Linked DNA regions of Gossypium hirsutum: region 1 is linked to region 2. Evidence: chromatin contacts called from public Hi-C data. All regions are on one chromosome and are shown on one strand. The core of a region is the stretch at or near the end of the contact, and the rest is flanking DNA. Distances in the headings are between cores, read along the strand shown. Region 1 holds the start of LOC107898417. Region 2 holds the start of LOC121214685 (protein MODIFIER OF SNC1 1).

The links. A called contact is a pair of places that touch in the nucleus more often than the background predicts.
Region 1: a Hi-C map of leaf shows a contact between it and region 2, with 1.7 times the contacts expected there. The contact joins the promoter of LOC107898417 here to the promoter of LOC121214685 in region 2. A contact is called at or near these places in 3 of 34 Hi-C or Micro-C datasets (leaf and petal).

What each region holds. Positions count from the first base shown.
Region 1 is chrD02:40,714,988-40,719,300 of Gossypium_hirsutum_v2.1, forward strand. It overlaps LOC107898417, which reads left to right and starts at 1,769. Exons shown (of 13, transcript XM_016823902.2): 1 at 1,769-2,020; 2 at 2,533-2,587; 3 at 2,916-3,187; 4 at 3,273-3,347; 5 at 3,439-3,497; 6 at 3,619-3,754; 7 at 3,991-4,087; 8 at 4,194-4,260. The coding sequence starts at 2,935.
Region 2 is chrD02:40,160,286-40,164,839 of Gossypium_hirsutum_v2.1, forward strand. It overlaps LOC121214685 (protein MODIFIER OF SNC1 1), which reads right to left and starts at 2,909. Exons shown (of 11, transcript XR_005910316.1): 1 at 2,530-2,909.

The DNA.
Region 1 (4,313 bases), core at 519-3,018, 550 kb after region 2:
AATGTATTGAGGATAAATTTAACTTGGGTTTTGTCCAATGCATTGTCAATCCAGATAAAGCCATCTATGTATCTATCTTCTAAGAGTCATCCGCTTTCATGCTCAAGATAAGACATCTCGCTAATTGAACTTGATTGATGGTATGAGTCTTTCAATCGATTTGCTCTATTTTGATTAGGTTACGAACTATTTAGATTGTCTACTAATATAAATTATATTCTTATATTATTATTCAACCACATAATGTAACTTAATCTTAATTAAATATTAGATAAACAATGAGCCAATAGTTACTTACATTTTGCTTTGCATACAAAAACCATTAAGGACATATACAAATGATATTAATATATAAAGAAATTTTATTTAAACCAATTTGTTTAAAAATTACAAGTATAAATTGCTGAATATACTACTCTTAGGGCACTAGATCCTAACTTTTCTATCGAGGGATTCGTTCTTACTATTTGTGATCTTATTGCTTGGTCGGACGATTGGGAGTGTAATACAGTATACATCGCATTTAAAGATTACCAATTTTTTTTGTAAAACAAATTATACATTATTCTTTTTGTAAGTTTGATGCTGATAAAGGATAAATTGATTTGGATTCGAAAACCGATATTTTGTAAAAAGGTAAGGTATTTTTAGGAGACTATCTTAAAAATATTTATTTTCCCTTTGTGTTGGAAACGATAAAGAAATAATATTCTCAATATACAATGTCTTTACTTGAACGAAACAATTAAATTGCGCTACTAATTATTTTAAACCACAAAGAGCTTAGAGAAACACTGAAGAAAGAAAGAAGAAAGTAAGAATATTTGTAGTAATGATTCCCACTCAAACTTGATGAACTCAAAATTAATCTCTCAATTCTAATTATTGTAGTAACCAGAAATACCTATCAACCACTTTAAAAAGACACAATCTTTCCTTTTATATTACTTTCTTTCGTTTCAATTATATATATAATATGTATGTATGATTGTTGTGTATATATATTATAACACAAAACTTTAACGGTATATATTTTATTTAAAAACACTTTCTATAATATAATATATAATATATAATATATATTACCTATATATTATATAAAACAAATAGATAAAATAGGATGGCTGTGAGCTTGTTAATTTTGGTGTTATTTCATTTTTAAGTTAAAAAAAATATTTTTTAAGTGGTAACGTTATTTGATATTGAGATAGATAATTTTAGATTTTTTTTATTTTTCATTTTAAATCAATTTATTATTTAAATATAATTTTAAAAAGTTTTGATTATTTATATATAAAATCAATAAACGAGTTTTATTGAGCTTGAATTAAAATAGTTCAAATATATCTCGAGCGAAGCTTGAACCTGGAAAATAATGTTAGATTGAGCTTGAGTGAAGTACCGAGCTCAAACTTGAGCTTCCCACTATTCAAGATCAGCTCGACTTTATGCAAATGATAATACTCTTATTATATAAGAATTTGAAAATAACAGATTAAATTAAATTGGTTAGAACTCTAATTTTAAAATTTGAAAAAGATAAGAAATAAAAATGATAAGAGTATAAAGAGTAAATATGGGAAAATAAAGGGACTGATAAGAGAATTGGAGAGTGATATAGATAAGATTAAAATTTAGAAAGAGTTTAACAATAATTAAGAGACAGAGGTCAAAGGTAGAGGGAATATTTTATTCCTAAGTTAATTATAATTTTTGGGGCTGAAACGGAATTAACCGTGAGCATACTGAAATGGAATAGCTGTGAGCGAGGCCTACCTTACTTGAGAATATTCTAACATTTTTAATTTCTAAAGTACCACTAGAAGGGCCGGCAGGGCGTTTCCCATCACAAAATTTGATAACACTCATAATTAATTCCTTACGAATACGATTGCAATTTTCATTTCCTTTCTTTGACAAATCCATAAGCCAAAGCATAATAATGAGCATTTTTACCCAGCTACTCTGCCAACCGCTAGGGTTTGGACTTTGGACGTTTGGAGTTTGACTCGGACGCATGGTCAGAATTTATCTTCTTTTTCTTTTTTTTCCTTTTTGATTTTCCACAGCTTTGATCGATCTCTGCTTTCCGTCACTGAATTGAAAACTTTTCAATTCTTTTCTCTTCTTTCCGTTTGATGATTGATTATCTGCTTTCAGCTTTAATTTTTCATTTGATTTGACTTCTAATTTCTGATATGCTTTCTTGACTAGCAATCTTCACTAAATTCAAATAATGCTCTCTAATTATTGTTGTTGTTAAAGCTGCTTGTGAATCGAACCCATAATTCTTTACTTTCACATTCTTCTTCTGAATTCTGCATGCAAAACTTTCTAAAATTGTGTTATAATGGAAAGCCCATCCACTAGTTAGCTACTTGTGTTCCACTGCAATATGAAAAGGTGATGAATTGTCAAGTTCCCATGGCTATCTTGTGATTCACTTGCTTTTGGTCTGTTTACTCATTCCCTCTCCTTTCTTTTTCTCCTAAAAAAAAATAATTTTAGGTTTTGTACTTTTGTTGGATGCAGAAACTACTAGACTTTTGACCCATCCCTTCACCTTCTTCTGATAAGGGACAACAAGGTGAGTAAATGCATTTTTTTTTGTATGAAAAAAAAAAGGTCGAAAATCTTTTGGAGAGTTGTAGTTAGAGTCCTTTGATGGTGCTCGTGAGTTACCCTACTACTTCTGCTTTATTGGTTGGACATTTAATTAGTTTTTTCTCCGTTGCTTTGAGTATTGCAACACATATCTGATTCTTTTGCTACATATGTCTGTGCTCATTAACTTAATGCCATTTACTTTTATGATCTATCAGATTATATTGGCTACACTCTTCATATTCCTGTCTTTCATGCTGGAAATAAGTCAGTTTGTTATAGAATTTGACTAAATTTGCCTGGATTGACAGATATAGTAACTCTCAAGATATGGGATGTCTGGTTTCAACTCCCAAGGATTCTGGGGGAAATAGGCGGAGGCCAGGAAATATTGGGGAAGTTTCTGTATATGTACCAGGTTTACGAATTCCCAAGTCTGTGGATTTCTTTCAATCACTCGGTGGTCACTTGTCAAAGACATTAGTGGAACGCCTTACTGCCTTGAGAACTCGTATAGTTGTTATGGCTGGCCAAGAAGCACCTACAATTACAAGAACAAGGAGGAAAACTGCTACACAGCATGGTTTGTTGCTGGCTAACCAGGTTTCCTAATAAACAGATCGTAGTAAGCATTTTTACTGAAATTTCAGTTGAAAATCTGTCTTCAGGGGGTTCAACATTGGCAGATCTTCATCAGGCTCTTGAAGACTACTTGCCTGTGCTTTTGGGATTAGTTACAGATGGTGAAACATATTATCAAATTTCACTCCCTTGAAAAGGTTTATGTGCTGTATGAGGAGGAATCTAACATTATGGTTCATTGTTGTCATTCAGGGAGTCAGCTACAATATAAAGTACAGTTTATTTGGGTAAATCAGGAGGATGATGCTGAGGTCAGACTGTGGGTTTAGGCTGTTATTGTCAACATGCCTTCTATTTTCTTTTGTTGTATATTATTGGGTCGCTCTTCTCTTTGAGGAATAAGATTTGATGCAAAGCAAATTTTTTTGGCAGGAAACAGCAATGTTTAATGCTTGGTATGAGGTGTTGTCAGTATTGCATTTGATGGCGATGTTATTGTTATCACAAGCCAACTTATTGCTTCTTCCTAGGACTTCTGCTGATGGTTATCAACCAAAAGTATCAGAAGGTATGTTGTTAAGAGAAAGAGAAGAAATTTCAATGCTGATTATTCTCTTGGGATGCTATTGCTTTTGTTTTTCATTCTCCTACTCCAGACTTTTTGTTTTTCAAGTTTAAAAGGTTGATTACTGGCAAATCTGTTGACCCTTTCTTCTTAGCTTGGATTTTCAGTCTGGTTTTGCCCTTAATCATTTTTTCCATGGACCTAATGAGAGAGGACTGCCTTTTTCTCTCAATAAACAGAAAGCAGGCGAGCTTCTATTGATATTTTCTTGAAGGCTGCGGGGTATTTGGATTGTGCTGTCAGACATGTTCTTCCCCAGTTGCCATCTGAACTTAGGTGTACAAAGATGATATACTTGCAGTCAAACTTTCTTTAATATATTCACAATCAATTCTTGCGATCTAATTTAGTAGCAATCCATTGGTCTCTACTTTGGTTGTAGGAGAAATTTGCCAGTAGACCTAGCAGAAGGAGTTCTTCGAGCACTATGTTTGCAGGCATTAGGACAGGTACTAACTTAATCTCTTGATTGATGTAGGCATGAACTGTTACGTTACTTGTG
Region 2 (4,554 bases), core at 1,659-4,158:
ACTCATGCTACGTTTAGTAGGAGTATTACTTTTTCCACATATTTTATACATGAGTTGGCAAAAATAGTTTCAATTGATCATTTTTAGCCACTGACATGACTTGTTTGTGATAAAGAGGAGAATTTTTTTGTTTATTTTTAAGAGGTCTTATTTTTCACAGGAGTTTTACTTATCTTTCTAATTTCAAGTTTAAATTTGCACTAATTATTCTTTATTTTATGTCTAAATGTTTTAACACATGTATTTAATAAGCATTTTCCTCATGTTATTACACTAGTAACCAAACGTGTAGTTAATGAGGTATTTGAATGCTGAAGCAAGGATTATCAGAAAAGAAAAACAGAGAACTGTATGTAGGTCAGGATATATAACATTTAACTGATGAACACTAAACTGGGGGAGGGGAGAAAAAAATCCTAAAAGTTTATGTAATGTTGTGGTTAGTGACAGAATGTAAAAGTTTTTCACACTTGCTACTTACCATTGATGAGAACAGAACAATTATTTGCAATGCTTTTGAATCATTAACAACATAAATACTTAATTTTATCTCATAAAATTTTGGCTTCATGGTCCTTTAGAAAATAGAAAAGAATCTTATTTTTTTAATTAAATGCTCACATCTAACTAGCTAGAAAGATTCAGAAAAATGTTAACTTTAGTTTTTTTTTTTTATAAAAGCTTATCATATAATATTGATGCTTAAAAGTTTGTGTAAAGAATTTTACAATATCATAATACCCTGGTATATAGATTAAGAACTTTGGGTATTAAAAGAAGTACAAAAAAAAAAGAAGAAAGAGGACATGAATTTGGAACATCATAAATATGGTGGAAGCAATAAACTGAATGCACCCAGTGGGTTAGCATAAGACTCCTACTTTGTTATCTTTACGGCCTTCTCAATTATCCATACCAATAAACATAATTTTACATAGGAATACTAGTAACCAAGCTGAATCTCCTTTTATCTGCTTGCAAACCACCAAATCAAAGTGAATGTAATTTATCATATAACATTGATGCTTAAAGGTTTGTGTAAAGAAGTTTACTATATCATAATACTCTGGTATATAGATTAAGAACTTTGGGTCTTAAAAGAAGTACAAAAAAAAAAAGAAAGAGGACATGAATTTGAAACATCATAAATATGGTGGAAGCAATAAACCGAATGCACCCAGTAGGTTAGCATAAGACTCCTACTTCGTTATCTTTATGGCCTTCACAATTATCCATACCAATAAACATAATTTTACATAGGAATACTAGTAACCAAGCTGAATCTCCTTTTATCTGCTTGCAAACCACCAAATCAAAGTGAATGTAATTTATCATTTATCACTATTCTTCTCCCAAACTTACCACAAAATTTACATACAGAGGACCTAAGCATGCATTTCAGCCTTCTCATATGTTATGCATTTCAGCCTTCTCGTATGTTAACTTCTATAACCTACATACAAACTTTATAAATCCTATCTGTAGGAATGAACAAAAACCAACCAAGATAGGTCTACTGGCAGTACTAGTACTCATAAGAAACCAAATTTAAAAACTTAGCAAAAAGATTCTCAAAAATCTAAAGATTTACGGCCAAGCAAACACCTCAAACCTAAAGATTGATGATCATAAAACCAAATCATAATCTTTGACTCCAAGAACCCACGGCAAATATGTTATGCTTCATAGTCTATCCCAATCATCTTCAATGGGCATTTCCACCATTTTAACTCAGCATGTGAACTACAATATTCTCATGTAAAACCACCAACGCAAATAATCTTTCACCGATCAAAAAAGGAGGGGAAATTGTTGGTTTTGCATCTATCTTCACCCTAAAACACTGCTCCATCAGTAGAACTCAATAGAAACCAAACATCCAACAAATTCCAAGTATCAGTTGAGAAAGTAAATACACTTCCAAAAGAGACTTATTATTGAATCCATGTCCAGTAGCTTCCCATTTTCTTCACTTTTAGAACATCACTCTACTCAAAATTACCCTTGTCAAGTTTCAAAATTCATCCCTGCCCACAGTAGTTATTAAACCCTGATTTCTCAACACTATACCTGTCACATAAACATCTTCACTGACATCGCTAGTAGCTATGTCTGCAACAAACCTTTAATTTCCTTTCCTACTCTCCCTATTATCAGAAAAGTTCTTCACTGCATTTTATTATACCCGAAACTTAAATAGGTAAACAAAAAGAAAACAGAACAATCACATGCAATAAAGTATCACTATTTGACGTAGAAAGCTAAACAAATTATTTAAAGCCTAGAAACAAGTTAAACCGAACAAAAGAGGCTTCCAGTTATTGTAGTTCCCCAGAAGATCAAATCACGGCACCAACAAAAATAAACTTAAATCAGATAGCGCATAAATTATGGAAACCGTAGGTTTCGTATATTATTAGAACCATTTCGTTTCTTGTCAAATGATTGTTTCTAAGGAAACAAGCAAACTCTAGATTGTAAACAAAATATAGAATCGAAAAAGGTGAGAAAACACAAGGAACCACTTGCCAGAGATAAGATGGGAAACTGGGGGGTCGTCCCTTAACGAAACCCTAAAGAGAGAGAAAACAGAAATAGCCTTGTCCTTAATTTAAAATTAAAAAACAATAATAAGATAGAAAGAGAGAGATATCGACAACTAAGGGTTTCGTGAGATCGCGAGATGAGAAAAAAAATTATCGGAAAATATGGAGGAGATCGACGATGATGTGAAAGCCGCAGATGGGGTTCAGATCGGAAGAAAATGGGAAAAAAAAAGAATAAAAGAGAGAGCGAGAGAGAGAGAGAGAGCGAGAACAAAGGAAGTTGGGGATTGTAATTTGGACGAGTGACTATCGTTTTTAATATCGATTCGGGAATTTTTTTTTTTTTAACCTGAGAAAATTTTTAAGAAAAATCTTATGGAATTTGTTTTAAGGGTGATGTAAAAAATATAAGGATAAAATTTGCTCCAAGTCCCTCTATTCTTTTTATATTTAGAATTTAGTTCCTTATTTTTATTTCAAAGAATTCAATTAGGTGACAATTCCGGATTCAAATATCCAACTAGTTACTATGAATTCAGAAGATGCAAATAGACCTTCTCCATTATCTAAATTCGCATTCCTACAATTGCAGATTTGAGTATTCAATCCAAATCTACCTGTTGAAAAATAAATGCTTCTAATAAGGTTGGAACCCAAAATCTCTTATATATAATGGCATGCTTTAACAACTTGCCATAAGCATTGTTTATAATTTACACAAATTAATAAATGATGTAAAAAAACAAAATAAAATATTTTTAAAATTAAATATAATAATTAATAATAATTTTTTATTAGAAAAATATATCTTATTTAACATCTTATTATATTAAATTCCATATAGCTTCTCTTAAATTATATTATTTTGTTTCTGCAAATCTAATCGAATAATGAGATGAGATCATCAAAATTTTTAAATTTGTGTTTATCCTTTTTGTTATTTGATCATCTCAATTAGTTGACTTATTTTAAACAAATAATAATAATTTTTATATAATTAAAATTAAAAACTATAATGTAAATATATTTTATAATATAAGATATAATTTTATTTAGTACATATCATATTACAAAAGAACAGAATGCATACTCGTTTAACTACATGCATGTAATTTTAGTCTTACTTATGCATATAATTTTAGTCTTACAAGTGATTTTAGGGATGATTTTGTTGTCGTCCTCTCTAGTTTGGTGAATGTTTGATTCTTTTTTGTCGATTTTTTATCGCCGCTTTGGACCATCCGGGGCTGATTTCATTATAATATTTAAGTACTTGCAATCAATCCAAATATGTCGTGTTTGAGTTGTGACAAATCAATTGTCAACGTGTCATAATGTTCTATTGATGCTAAGGCTAAAGTCTTTGTTGTGTTGATGGAGCTTGTCATTTACCATCTACGACGAGTGTTTGCTATTTTTTTTATCTCTCTGAATTGTATGGTTCCATTCATTGAATGAATTAATGAATTTACCTTTTAAAAGAACTACATATAATATATCGATTATTATATATAAGAAAATTATAAATGTATAATAATTATTATACATTTATGACATTATATACACTCTGTTATTAATGACATACAACCTAAAGCTTAAACTTGTAACTAATTTTATAGTAGATTATAATATACACAATCAATATCATATAATTAAGATAGATTATTAATGATATGCATCACTATATATAACTATGTTCTATGTTATTATAATATATGTTTTATATTAATGATATGCACGCTTAAACCCTAAACTTGTAACTAACTTATGGTAAAATAAATTATATACAAACAATATATATAATTAAGGTAAATTATTAATGATATGTAACCATATATATACAATTATGATATTATAATATACATATTTATATTAATGATACACAACATTAAACCCAAAATGTGCAATTAACTTCATGATACATTATAATATATGCAATCATCTTTTGTACTTAACGAGAAAATGCATTCATTGCAGATAGTGGTACATACGATCTATTTCTCTTAAT